Linked DNA regions of Gossypium arboreum: region 2 is linked to region 1. A link is a contact called in public Hi-C data. All regions are on one chromosome and are shown on one strand. The core of a region is the stretch at or near the end of the contact, and the rest is flanking DNA. Distances in the headings are between cores, read along the strand shown. Region 1 holds the start of LOC108474554 (growth-regulating factor 1-like). Region 2 holds the start of LOC108476377 (amino acid transporter AVT6A-like).

Region 1 (7,121 bases), core at 1,541-4,040:
CGATGAGTTCTTGCACTCTGCGCTGCTGCTGTTATTGCTGTGCAATACCTCACCCAGAGGACCGCCCATGGAAGTCTCCCTAGAGATGGGGATCCAATTCGCTTGCCTCCAGTTTGTTTCATTACCAACACTGCCTACTCCCAATCCCATCTGTATAGGGTCAAGTTCTCGCGATAATTGCAGAGGTGAATGAGTTACATCTTCATTGTTGGGTGACGAAGTAGAGGACATGAAATCCGAGAGCGCCATCGGCATTGAAATGGAAAGCTGAGTCCGGTCTGATTGAACATCAGCTTCAGGCAAGAAAATGGAAGAGCAGTCGGACTGGGTTTTAGGCCAGCCATCAAAGAACTGGCGAACTGATCGATGTGATTCGGTTTCTTGACTATCAAGATCTTGAGAACAGCCAAAATTAATGCACTTAATGAGGGAATAGCTTTTGTGGGAAGGGTTAAGGAGTGACTCAGAAGAAACAACTCCAAACTCATTCCCAGGAGCAGTATCATGCATTCTTTCACCAATGCTTTCTTTATTCAGAAGCCACCTGCAGAAAGTAACCAATAGATTTTGAATCCATCAATGGCTAGTTCGTCAAATACCGATATATGTTAATTACAAGTATGCTGGGAGGATTATCGTATCACCTGTTTAGTGGACCAGAGTGCGAAAGATTTGATTCACCAGCAGTCTGCTGCTGTGCAATGGTGAGGCTGTTGGACTCACCGTTTCCACCGTTTGGCCCTACCACTGATGCTGAAGAGAACGAGACAGAATGCATCAGCTTGGTGGTAGTAGTGGTGGTGGATGCGGTGGAACGTCCGGATTGACCTTCCACAGGCTTTCTTGAACGATGGCGGCCCCTGTTCATATGCCGCTCACAATACTTCTGGTCGGCAACCGCATCTCTTGAGCACCGCCATTTCTTTCCATCTGTTCTACGACACCGTCCTGGCTCCGGATCAGTGTTGTTTGAGAACCCAAGATGGAAAGCTCCCCATCCCACTGCTGGAAAACACCCCAAGAACAAATAAATGGAACACCCTTGTGAACAAAACAGATTAACAAACAAAAAAAAAATGCACTACAACTAACAAACAGAAGAAAATGTACTTAGTTAAATCTGCGTTTGGATACAAATTACATGAACAGTTAAAAAACAAAGGAAAAAGTTTTGATTTTCTTACTTCTCCAAGAGACAGGAACTTACATGTATTGGGTCTGAGGAGTCCACCAGAAAAGCTAGAGAAACCAGCAGAATCAAGGGCTTTTCTTATAGGAATGAGAAGAGTTGATGGTATTGGCACATTTGCAGTCATGTATTTATAGATCAAAGCCTGATGTTCTAGCTCCATCCATTGAGATGAAGTGAATGGTCCACCATTCATATTTGCACCATTAAATCCTCCAGTATTGTAGCCTGAAACAAAAAGACTGCACCATCAAAAAAAGACGGAACAAAAAGAAAACATATGAAGACAGAAAAGCCAAAAACTTTCAAGGCTATCAAAGCAGCATAGTGGAAATGAAAAAGTTTTTAGATTTTCCTCTTAAGAGAAAAAAGGGAAAAAGGGACTGTTTAGAAAGTGGTGAAGGCAAGTTAATCCAGAAATCATAAACTTGTCTGCAACATTTGAGTGATGGATTTGTGGCCTTTGAAACAACAAGCAAACATTACATAAAAGGAAGATGGGGGAAAAGGTAAAGATAACAAAAAGGAAACATAAGAATAACCCCAAAACAATCAAAAGATGGACCATTTGATTCTCTCACTCTCCACTATTATTCTTTCCTTCTTGCACAAATGTTCTTCTTTCCTTCCCTTGCTCATTGTTTGGATTATTACCAAAAATATTTTTCACCCCTAAATCAGGAAGATGATTGACAAGACTCTAAAACACAACACCACTCTTAGATTTCCATGAAAAGAACCTTCACCAGAAACTCAAATCAGAAAACCAAAAACAAAACATGTCTGATCCTTGGTTGCAACTCACAAGCATGCTGTATTTCATTTCCACAAATGTTGTTGAATAGATCATTAACAATCCCCCCCAATATATATATATACCTGTATTTCTAGTACATGCTGGTGATGTGAGATGAAAGTAAGGGAATATGACATTTTGGGAACTCCTCCCCATTGAAAGAGCTTCTAATTTGGGAGCAGAAAAGCTCAGCATTTGCTGCTGTTGTTGTCCATCAAAGAAGATAGAGGTATTAGATCGAAATAAAGTATTTCTGTGTTGGGACAGCACTGCCTTGGAGGCTGAAATATCATCAAATTTGGCCAGCTTTGAACTCCTCCAGTCATCTTCATTACTGCCAGATCTCTTTTGCTTGAGAAACGCAGATCCATACAACTTCTGCTTTGTCTCAGATTCTGAAGCAACCAAAGTAAAACCAGTACTAGTCTCTGAACCCACAATACCCTCCAAACCCACCACCCCAAAATCCATATAGAAACCCCCCCCCCCCAAACCCCCCTACTTACAAAAGCACTAGACTCGAGAAATGAACCATTGGGTTATTGCAAGAACTAAAAACAAAAGCTTCATGGTTTAAGCTTCGTCTCAAGAATCAAACCAGACTAGTCTTTTTCAAAAGATTTGATGTTTAGAGAGAAAAATAAATAAATAGAAACAGTGAGAGCTTGTCTTAAATACCACACTCTCTGTATATATACATACAAAAATGGATATATAGTATATAGAGATTAGGAATATATAGGAGCTGCTGCTGCCATTGTTTAAGTAACGAAAAGTTTTATCCAATATTTAAGACTTGAGTTGATACAACATAGATCACTCTAACACGTTAAGAAAGCCCTTTCACATAATAATTTTCTTCTGTTGGGAGTATTAGAATTACAGAAAACTCCTTCGAGAGTTGGATAATTTACTCTAAACAAAATGTTCTTTGTCAGATACATGGAGGATTTATTTGTCTTTAACGTGCAAACTTCAGCACTTTTTAACTTTTCTCGGTTCACCTTTTAAGAAATCTTTTTGGGTTTTGAGTTTTATATGTAGAATGGAAATAAAAATTTGGGGTTACCAAAAATAATAATATAAAATTAGGTTGAATATTACTAATTTATTGAATATTTCAATATATTATATATTAGGAATCAATTTCAAACTTAAACAATTCTTTCCTTTTATCTATCTTGATAAAAGAAAAGGGAAAACATAATTTATGCATTTAAATACCATATTAATTATGTATAATATATTTGACTATAAACTTCTAAATATTTAATTACGATTTTGTTTCTTTTATCAATTATTTAAATATGTTTTATTTATTTGCATTTTTATTCTTTGTATATTTAATTATATTATTTTTAATATTTTATTCTTATGAGTATTATAGTAATTTGTTATAAATATAAGTTTAATAATTATTGTTCGACATTATTTTAATTCTATTCTTCTAAGAAAATTAGAAATCCTATCCGAAAATCACATATTTAAAACAATTGTGTATCTAAAATAACATACAATGAATAAAGAAATGTATGGTTTGAAATTAATTAATTGTAATAATATATGAAAAATGTACAAGGTTAAAATAAAAAAGATTAAATTGTAAGTAAAATAAAATTTAAACACATAAATATATCAAATAAATAATACTAGTTGCACTACAATTATTTATAATGATTTTGTCAACAATTATGAGTTAATATCAAGTTGACTTGTGACACCAACTAAATTAACAATATTATCGATATATACAACTAATGGAGATTATGTTAAATATATATATATACATATAATATATACATTAAAATGAAGCTTTGATTGAATAGTAAATTTAAGATTTATTAATTCAATTGTCGAAGGTTTAAATAATATTTTAATTAGTTTTTGTTAAAATGAAATGAAAACACAAAATGCCTTCAAATAGTATAACCTATTTTGATTATGAAAAGACATTTATGTAATTTTCTAATTGAATTAATGACTTGATTAGAAGTGACACAAACTCAGTAAAATATTTAATAAATAGTATAGATATTATTATAATATTATCTATTAATTAATTATTTATATTTAATGTGACTATTTTCATAATTTAAATTTAAACACTATTTATATTATTTTAATATTATTATTATATCAATTGAATCTTAATTCAATTGTAATAATATTATTAACAATGAAAGGAGATGTACCGACCTATTAGTATTTTTAAATATTCTTGTCTTGCAACAAAACAAAACTTAATTTGTTGCCTTGCCTTGAAAAGTCTGCTAGCTAACGGTTTCTTTTTATTAATAATATATTTTTATTCTTATCTCAAAGTTAAGCTTAAAAGAAGACCAAGAGAAGTGGTGAGCTCCATGAAGTCATGTGACAAGGATGCATTGCCACGTGACAGACACCAAAAAGGAAAATCTACTCTTTCCAAGGCCCTCTTTAATTTTATAACAATCTCTCTCATGGAAATGCTTGAAATCAAACACCAATCCATAGATTTTCTATTTTTAGATGGTAATTATTTGAATTCTTTTTTTTAAATTTAAATTTCTATTATCTTCTAAATATTTCAAAAAAAATTACTTAATCATTTCACATATTTAACATATTCAAATACTAAATCAATCTATTCAAATAATTTGTCTTTTGAATTTGAATTAAAAAATTAATATCTATATGTTGATTTAAGTATAAATAAGTTATTCTTTTAAAAATTATTATATTTAAAATAAGATAAAAATAAAATTAATGTATTAAAATGTATTATTTCAATAACATTATAAATTGATAAAACAGCATGTTTTCAAATATAAGCTTATAAATAAATAATTTACTCTTATTAAAAAGAAATAAAAATAATATAAAATTATAATTTCATACAAATCTTTCTTATCAAATAAATAATTTACTCTTTTCATAAACTCAATACTAAATAACATTCATCAAGGCATCTTCCTAAGTCTTATTCTTCCTAGGACAACTTCAAATTCATTGTCTTCAATAATTATTGAGACAAACTTTTGCTGCTTCATTCAATTTTATTCATACTTCATAAGTAGATGTAGTTGCAAATGTAATTATAGTAGATCTGGTTGAAAAACATACTCGAAATTATGATTTTTTTTTTAAAAAAATAAGTTTTTATGGCCTTAAAAATATCTAATCATCGATAATTTTCTCAACATTAAACTTTTCGTACCAAATTCCTATAATTTTTTCTTTGAATATATATAACGTTTCATGGTTTAAAATTTGCTCGGGATATTGTTAGCAGCTTTTGTGAAATGTGCAATTCCCCCATCTCTTCTTTTTCTTGATATTTTATTATAAAAGAAATTTTTAAATAAGTTTTGTAATGATACTAACTATTATTAATTCATTAACTCATTAGTCTGTCGAGTCTTGACTCGTATTTTGTATGGGTTCGCATATGCATAGTGCTTGCACATGGACGAGCACTAAATGAGGATGCGTAATATGGGTTTGCCTTCAGTGATGGAGGCAAAGAAAAAAATCTGGGGAGCCCGGAATTAAATTATATATTTTTACAATCGTAAAAATACAATTTTACCATTTTAATAGACTATATCTTTATAATTTTTAAATAATTAAATTAAATTTTTATTATTTGGGGGGCCAAAGTGTATTTTTACCATTACTAATTTAAAATTTTATAAATTATAAATGGCTTAAATAGAAAATTTTCTATTTTAAAGGAGGCTGGGGCTCCTGCTTGCCCCCTTTAGCTCCACTACTACTTCACATGGTGTGAACCCACTTTAAGTATACACGTATTAACACTAAGGTAAGGTACGTGTCATCATGCATGAAAACCTACCTAAAATGTCACATCTATGAACAATGTTCATATTATATGAATATACAGAGTTAACCCATTTGAAGAGACACACAGAGAAACACTCAACAATTTGGTGCAACAATTGTTATGATACTAACTATTATCAACCTACTGACCCACTAGTCCTTCGGGTCCTGATCTGCACTCTGTATGGGTTCGTACATAGGCGAGCACAAGATGAGGACGCACAATATGGGTTTGCCTACACATGGTGCGAACCTACTTTAAGTATACACATGTTAACCCTAAGGTAGAATACGTGTCATCATGCATGGAAACCTACCTAGTATGCAACATCTATGAACAATGATCGTATCATAGAAATACACAGAGTTAACCCATTTGAAGGGGCACGCGGAAAAACACTCAATAAGTTTAAAAGATTTAGTAGTTTAATTACATAAATTTATGAAAATATAAAATAATAATATCCAAATATGTTATTGTATATTTATACCAATTTTTAAGGAAATTATTTGGTAATTTGTGAGTAGAGTTTTAAACTCTACAAATAGAGTCAAGAGATTGACAAGTGTCCTATAATAATATAATAAAATAATAAAATATAAATATTTTATAAAAAACACACAACAAATTTTAAAATTACTTGTAGAATAAAAATATTTATACTACTAGTGTACCAAATACTAATTTTTTATCTCGAGTTAATTTGATTCAGATACAATTTTTTTTATTGTGTCGGATGCATAACACAATTCAGATCTTTCTTTTTCTAATGAAATAAAGTTTTACGAAGATAAATAAAGAATTAATCATTCAAATGAAAAAGAAAATAGAAAGAAGTAAAAAAAATGGTGAAGGCAAATATTACGCAAGAAGGACGGGGAAGAATCTAAGAGAAAAAAGATATAACAAAAGTTGGTAAAAAGATTGATATAACATAAAAGTAGATGGTAATGATGGTTCACATTCAGTGGGGTGGATATTATAACAGCATGTTTGGTTGGATGGAATTGCTATTCTATTCCGTCACTATTCCGCGCGCTACAGTAAAGCAGTAGTTTGTTTCACAATTTAAGTGATTCCACAGAATGGCTATTGCACCCTTATTCCCTCAGCTACTGTAATAGCCATTCAGGGGTTGGAGGTCTGAATTGCTATTCAACGCCAGAACTGTAATAACATTTTCACATTTTTAGACCAAAATAGCCTGCCTCTCTTTTTCCCAAAATTCTCTCTAGATTTCTTCTTCAACATTTATCCCCAAATCAAGTCAAACATCCATTCGCCCTTCATCTTCATCTCTCCAAATACAGTAA
Region 2 (7,238 bases), core at 1,029-3,528, 390 kb after region 1:
TACTGCACAGGTGTATCCAAGACAAAAGGAAAAAGATAAAAACAAAAGGGTTGATCAATTGTCATATAAACAAGCATATATTAAAATTTTAACAATATTTGCCATGTAAGGAGGAGAGTTGTTGGAACACTTATTTCAGAGAAAACTTTTGTTACAATAGCGCATCATATTTGTAATTCTATGTAATGTTGAACCATAAATGGATTACTTGTTCTTCGCAGAGTTTTAGGTATCAACAGGTACATTAAGCATCTCTTACCGTTAAAGCATTCAATCAACTCAAAGATGCAACTAATTTGGTACAAATTGGAAGATAATCAACTTGAACCAACAACTAAACAAAACCAAATTATGATAATAAATACTTAGAAGTGTAGAAGGAATCAATCTCTGATGACTTACCGTTATGGTGGCATATATAAGCAGTGACTAGAACAGGAACAGTGGTGAAAAGCTTCCAAAACGATGCCTGGTTTTCAAGTTTCGGCATTAAACGAGGCATTTCGATTTTCCCTTCCATCAACTTAACAATGGTAACTCCCGCTGTTATTGCCACAAATACAATCACGAAACCAACTGACAATGCCGATGTGTATCTCAATGAATCTAAAATCACGAAAAACAACAAGCATTCAATAAAAGTATAGCAGCAATTTAGAATTTTTGAGGAGTGAGTTAGTTACCAACGCGTTTGAATGAAATGAAAGGTGCGAAAACGAAGAGCGTGGTGAACATGAGCAAAGCCGAACGCGTTGTCCACCAGTGTTCACCGAACCATTCTTCCATAACTCCCTTGTGGTGGAACCCATCCTCCCATGTCCCCGACAACACATCACCTGCAATCAATTCAAATTCAGAGGTGATCGAAGGGCAATTAGTCGTTCCACGAAGCTTAATTTTTTTTTCTTTTGGGGGAGGGTTTCAAACTTACCTATGATGATCATGTAAACCACAAGCATGCCCAAATTGTTGATGACGATGCAAACCTGAAGGATGTTACGGCCGGTCCCACCGAAAGCGTCAGCGGCAACGCCTGAATACGTGGCCGACTTGGAGGCTCGACTGAACCTAAGTATCTTATCGATGGATGATCCCGTTAGCATAGAGACGAATATGATTGCGAATAGACCCGGGATTAGGCCCAACTGATTGACGGTGGCTGGGAGCGCCATGATACCGGCTCCCACAACTGTGGTCGAGAGGTTGAAAATGGCTCCTGAAGTTGAAGCCCCATCAAAGCCGGCTTCGGGAGTCTCGAGTACTCGGTAGCCCTGCTTTTGTGGGAGGAGAGCCTCTCCTCGGGGACTCCGTCGGTGTTTACTGTCTGAGAAGGAGGGCATAATATTCATTTTCATCACTTTGGTGGTTAAAGCCGTTGAATGAGGCCGTTCAAGAAGAAGAGACTTAGGAAGTTTTTGAAGATGATAGCAAGTCCCGAGTCGGGAAGGTCTTCACGCGGGAAGTGACCCGACGATAAATTGCGAACACGTGTAACTACCGTGAAAGTTTCCAGAAAATAGAAACGCAGCCAGCGAGAGAGGGTCCTTTGGGCTTTGAAGATTTCGTCCGTCACGGCCTTTCTTTTTGGTGTAATTTTATAGATCGAAAGGGAAAGGCTCCAATAACACAACGGTTACGGGAAGTACAAGGAAAGCGAATGGCGACTTGACACCTATAAACCAATGACCTCATCTCCCTACATGAAAAAAAAAAAAAAAAAACCAAGCTTTTGGTTGCTCAAAATGGAAATTTTATTAAACCTTCCTGTTACTTCTTTCTGTTATAGTAAAACTGCATTCTTTTTTTTTTTTTGGTTCAATTATTAAATTACATTTTGTTTTACCAAGAAAACGAGAATTTCATTGGTGTAAATTATGTTTTTTCTGCCATTTGAGAGCCTTTTTTAGCTTTCAGTTTGCAACAGCTAGGCTAACCATTAAAGAGTCCATAAATGGACCATTGTCCTTCGGCCAACCCTAATTTGCTTGTGGGTGGGTTAATAATGCCTAACGTGGTCCCTTTAATTAGTTAATTCAAGTACCAAACCCGGGTGGTACGTTCACCTAGCTTTCAACAACGCTGTGGTTTGAATCTAAAGCACCTGCACTGCACTTTACCATTCCACCCACAAGCAAATTACCATCCATAAAGTAGGGGAAAAAAGGACTGAAATTACCTCGTAAGTTAAAGATGGATCAAGGGTTTCATCATATAACTTGGGTCTCTGACATTTTCTCAAAGTAACTTCATGCAAGGTGCCATAGCATGGTACTGTGCTACTGTCAATATTTAACTAATATCAGAGGGTTAACCATACTAAAACAGTTAAATCCAACACAAGGTATTTCAGGCTGCATTCCATGCATGTATGCCAGATATATGACCAAGGCACAACATCACATTGATAAAGTGTTAGTATCAAGTAAACAAGATTAATACTTGGCCATGTTAGAACTCACAAAAGTTTCCATCATCTTGCACATAGATAATTCAATGTTTTCTCTTTCTTTTGTTGCTTCCCTTGATCTTCTTGTCCGGAGCTGTCTGTGAAGACTGCAACTTTACGCCTACAGCTGAACTCCACAAAGCCCTTTCTACATCTGAAGGTCTGAAGAAGTCACCCATTGAACTTAGTTCCTGTAATAAGAAACATAGATCATCCTTTTCGGAAAGGTATTTCCTGGATCAGGCACATAGATGAATGATTAATTGATCCTTCCCCATAACAACATGCATTACATTATGAGAAAATATTTTTGTTAGCCTATGAATAAAGCCAACAAAGGTACGTAGAAGGGGCACAGACTGAGGACGAAGTGAAAAGCTTATCACTTGTCAACATCAAGAATTCACATCTTTCCTTAATCAATTTTATCACTGGTAGGCTATTAATTTTAGGTCATAAGCAGTATAGCCAAAACTTCAGTGGCTTCTACACTGATTGAATAAGTTCTTCAAACAGACATACAATGGGCAAAGGTTCCAGTGGATATTAACAATTAGAGAATACTAGAGTTGCCTTGTTGTTCCTTAAGGAATATGATAGCGTTGCCCGGTCAAAACGCAATTAGCCAAGAATCAGAAACAAGGAAAACTAGAGACGGATTAAGGATCACCTATCAACAACATAAAACATTCAATAGAAACAAAACAATAAGACTGGCATCAGAAAGCTACAAATTCAGTGAGACAACAATGAAGCTTCAGAACAATATAAAGCGACCCTTGACCAGCTATCAACTCTGAAAACAATGAGTTCAGGAAAAGAAAGAAAGAACACTTGTGGTCCTGACTCCCGAAACTATGTTATTGTCAAGTAATTTCCCCTGCAAACACCATTTTGGGGAACCATGCAAAGTGTGTGCTCAATCAAAATAAGCAAAAGGAAAATGGAAACGAACTTCAGAACATGAAAATGAAAGAGATTTAGTCAATGGAAACTAAGTTCCACCTAAAATGTACAAAATTGAACTTCCAACAGGCTCCACAAGAAAAAAGATCAACATCTTAAATAGTAAAAGTTAACTAGTTCAAAGCCTAATCGATACCATCTGCAAAAAGCTAAGTATTTTTTAAATATTTCTTATTAAACTGCCATTATACTAACTTGAAAGTTACTAGCATATTTTAATTGCACAACATTGATCATCATCATCAAGACTAAATACAGGTAAGGATCATGCCAAAAGAACAACAATAATAACTCTAATAGGATAGAAAGGAATCTCACCAACCTTAGATTTGCTTTTTAGTTTTTCCACAAATAACAAGTATTGTTTTAACGAATAATCTTTGGAGCTTCCAACCGCAGCCAACATAGCCTTGAATATAAATTAAAAGTCATATCAAATAAAAAACCAATAAAGGAAAGATTGGAGAGGCAGTTACCTCGTCGGACATAAACGGCGCCGTTTCAGGAGCGTAGGCGGCGAGAACAGCGGAGGCAGTAGCGGCGCCGACTCCTTTCAAAACCGTAAGCTCGGAGATGGCTTTGGAGATGTCGGGAAGGGAGAGGAAAGCCTTTTGAGAAACGGATTGGACGGAAGAGTCGTCCAAAGAGGAAACGAAGTCTAACAAACGAGGCCTCCATTTGCCGCGAGTGAGCTTCCATTGCATAAGGCGGGAGAGTTCGGCGGTGGTAATGAAAGGGTTAGGGTTTCGTTGGCGGAGAAGAGAGGGAAGTTCGTGGGTGTAAAATTGGTCGAGAGAAATCAAATTAGGCTTGTTTAGAGATTGGATTCGAGATTTGTAGGAGGAGAGAGCTTCTTTCCAAATACTCAAATCTGTGCACTCAAAATCCAGTTCCATTGGGGAAATATTTCCCATCAACTTAGGCAGTTAATCCCTCCATTTAGACAAAAATGTAGGTTTGTTTCCTATTCGAATCAGGTCTTGACAATCCAATCTGGTTTTTTATTTTAAACATGAGATTATAATTTTAGAATTCAGAAATAATTTTGCATGTTACAGTAAATTTTGATGCATAAATATATTTATTTTTTCAAAATTATAATTATTTTAATTATTTAATTTTATGTCATGTTTCTCGTCCCCTGTTTATAAAATATCCATATTATTTCTATATCATATTCTTGTTATATCCATATGTTAAGTGTATTATAAACTTATATATAATGTTCACATCTTAAAAACTTCTGGTACGAGTTGTGTTTATGGTATTTGCTATTGTATTTTATTTTATATAATTTATTATAGCAACACAATTTTAAAAAATAATTTTTATATTCGTGTTGTCTTTAAGTTTTTTCGTATTTTGCATAATTTATTATATTGATTCAATTTATAAAAAATGTGTCTGCATTGTGTTTTTTTATACAATAACTACAACTACTTGCAACTCCTCCTCAATCATTAAATAGGAGGATAACGCGCTTTTAAATGCACTTAAACTCACTTCCTTCTACATTGGTAATAATGTCGATACCAATCGAACTAGGGCATCGATCTAGTGAGAAGTAAAAACTAGTTGCCTCGTAAATTAGTCCAAATTGATTGAATAGGGTTAAAAAACCATTTGAATTGGCTGTTGAAACAATTTTTATTTTCAATATTTTTAATAATTTATTTGATTTAAACCAAGCTAAAAAACCATTTGAATTGGTAGTAGAACTAATTTTTATAATCTTATTTTTTTTAATTTTTTAATAATTTTTTTGCTTTGAATCGGTTGAATTGGTTGTCCAGGGATCTAATTGACCAAGTTAGTTCAAAACCAGTTCAACTGTTAGTTCAACTGATAGTTCAATTGATTTTTTAGCCCGATTCAACCAAATCATATTAATTTGTAGGTCAATGAGTTTTTTACCTCTCACTAGACCGATATCCTAGTCCGGTCCAGTTTAGATATATTTTGAAAATTTTTATATTTTTAAAATCATTTTTAAAGAGTTTTTATTATTTTATTTCTAAAATTTTAAAATTCAAAAGAAAATTGACATTTTTTAATTTCATTATCAAAACTTGGTTGTCTGATCCATTTGCCTGACTCTCAATTGTCCTTACTATTCAAGACTTCATCACGAACAAGTCCAAGTCTTATTTTGGATGGGGAAGAAACCCCTAGTGTAAACCAAGTTTTTATGAAAAATTATTTACCCAAGTTCAAAATACTCTTTGACAACATGCTGTTTGGCGTGTATTTTGATGGTGCAGATGGTTTTGAGCTTCCATTGTTTGTATTGCGAAATCAAACATTTTTCATAAGGTAGTATTGCTGAAGCGATGAAGAACTTAACATGGAGTTGATTAAAAGTTATTCTGAACTCATCAACTACCAATACTGATTCATATATGATAAAAGAGTTAGTGAATGTTGATAATCCACTCCTTCTTATCCTCAGTCAACCCTGTTTGAATGCCAACAAGAGTGGAGCCCAATGCTTGGCATACAGTGTTTTCACCCACCTTGAACTCAAATCTGTAGCACATGATAATATATGTTAGACGATTTGTGAAGTCAAAATTTCGCTTTAAACAACAAAATACCTTGTGCCTCGGTAAGTAACACTCCCTACAGCAGCAACTCCCACAGCAGTTCCGGTGCAAAAAACTTCATCAGCTTCTGTCAGTTCATGCACTGATATAGATCTTTCCTCTACCTGTTTCAGTTTTAATTATCAATTATGCTATTATGTTCAGTATAAGTTTTGGGAGAACAGAATGATTGACCTGAAAACCAAGACCAAGCGCAATCTCAATAATGCTTTTACGAGTAATGCCAGGAAGAATTGTCCCACTTGTAGGAGGAGTTGAAATTACATTTCCCTTCAAAGTAAATATGTTGGAAGCTGAGACTTCCTCCAAATATTTCTTATTGACAGAGTCTAGGTATAAAACGTCAGAAAATCCTAGGCTTTTTGCTCTAACAAGTGCCTTCAACACCTACAAAATAAAACCCAAAGTTAGAAACTTGATACTGTCCCATGCAATGCAAGTTACCCCTACTAAACAATGGACTCACCGGCCCATAATTCGACACAGATTTCACTCCTCCAACTCCACCAGAAAAAGCACGAACCTCTTCTTCTTCAACATATAAGCTCAAAGGTGTTTTGCCTTGCTGTTTAATCAACAATCCGTACAACTCAATCTCATTTGAAGTTAAAATTAACTGCTTATCGTTCAAATAAAGGAGCACCTTGAAATAGTTGCCAACAGGGGAAGCATATGTGAGGAACATGTATTCAGGCGCTGGACCTACGCCCAGAACCGGACCGCTTCCAATGAGCAAAGGTCTAATGTAGAGGGATCCTTTTCCTGGTGGAGGAACCTGTTCATTTATTGCCAATTGAAGTCATCCAAAATAAACAAATGGGTAATTTATTTTCTTCTCTTATTCTAGTTGCTCCCTGCGATTACCCTTAACAGGAGTTTAGGGCTTTCAATCCCATCCAAGAAAAGAAATTGAATTTTATATTAAGGGTTTTAGATTAGGCAGGAGGGACGCTAGGGTTTTAGGAATAAAGCCTCGCCTCAAAGACTGACAATTTTATGGTCTAGCCCTTTTCAATAATTTAATAGTAAAATTTAATTTTAACGGTTTTTTTTTATAATATTAAAAAAAATACTAAAATGACATGTTTCAAAAATTATGTATTAAAATATTACATTTAAAGGGGTGGAGGGTGATGCGTAGGCTGCACCATCTTAATATTCTCGCAGCATTCTGTTAAAAAATAATAATATTTTAATAGGTGACAACACTTAAGGGTATATAA

What was found. A called contact is a pair of places that touch in the nucleus more often than the background predicts.
Region 2: a contact with region 1 is called in a Hi-C map of leaf, with 4 times the contacts expected there. The contact joins the promoter of LOC108476377 here to the promoter of LOC108474554 in region 1. A contact is called at or near these places in 2 of 5 Hi-C or Micro-C datasets (both in leaf).

What each region holds. Positions count from the first base shown.
Region 1 is chr3:117,484,544-117,491,664 of ASM2569848v2, forward strand. It overlaps LOC108474554 (growth-regulating factor 1-like), which reads right to left and starts at 2,791. Exons shown (of 4, transcript XM_053026219.1): 1 at 2,069-2,791; 2 at 1,208-1,417; 3 at 645-1,005; 4 at 1-544. The coding sequence starts at 2,456.
Region 2 is chr3:117,876,803-117,884,040 of ASM2569848v2, forward strand. It overlaps LOC108476377 (amino acid transporter AVT6A-like), which reads right to left and starts at 2,279. Exons shown (of 6, transcript XM_017778584.2): 1 at 2,177-2,279; 2 at 932-1,696; 3 at 684-836; 4 at 403-606; 5 at 1-2. The coding sequence starts at 1,355. LOC108476378 reads right to left here and starts at 4,596. Exons shown (of 3, transcript XM_017778585.2): 1 at 3,889-4,596; 2 at 3,735-3,821; 3 at 2,289-2,637. The coding sequence starts at 4,326. The coding sequence ends at 2,491. LOC108475731 (branched-chain-amino-acid aminotransferase 2, chloroplastic-like) reads right to left here. Exons shown (of 9, transcript XM_017777721.2): 5 at 6,659-6,790; 6 at 6,482-6,580; 7 at 6,190-6,402; 8 at 6,007-6,119; 9 at 5,691-5,938. The coding sequence ends at 5,824.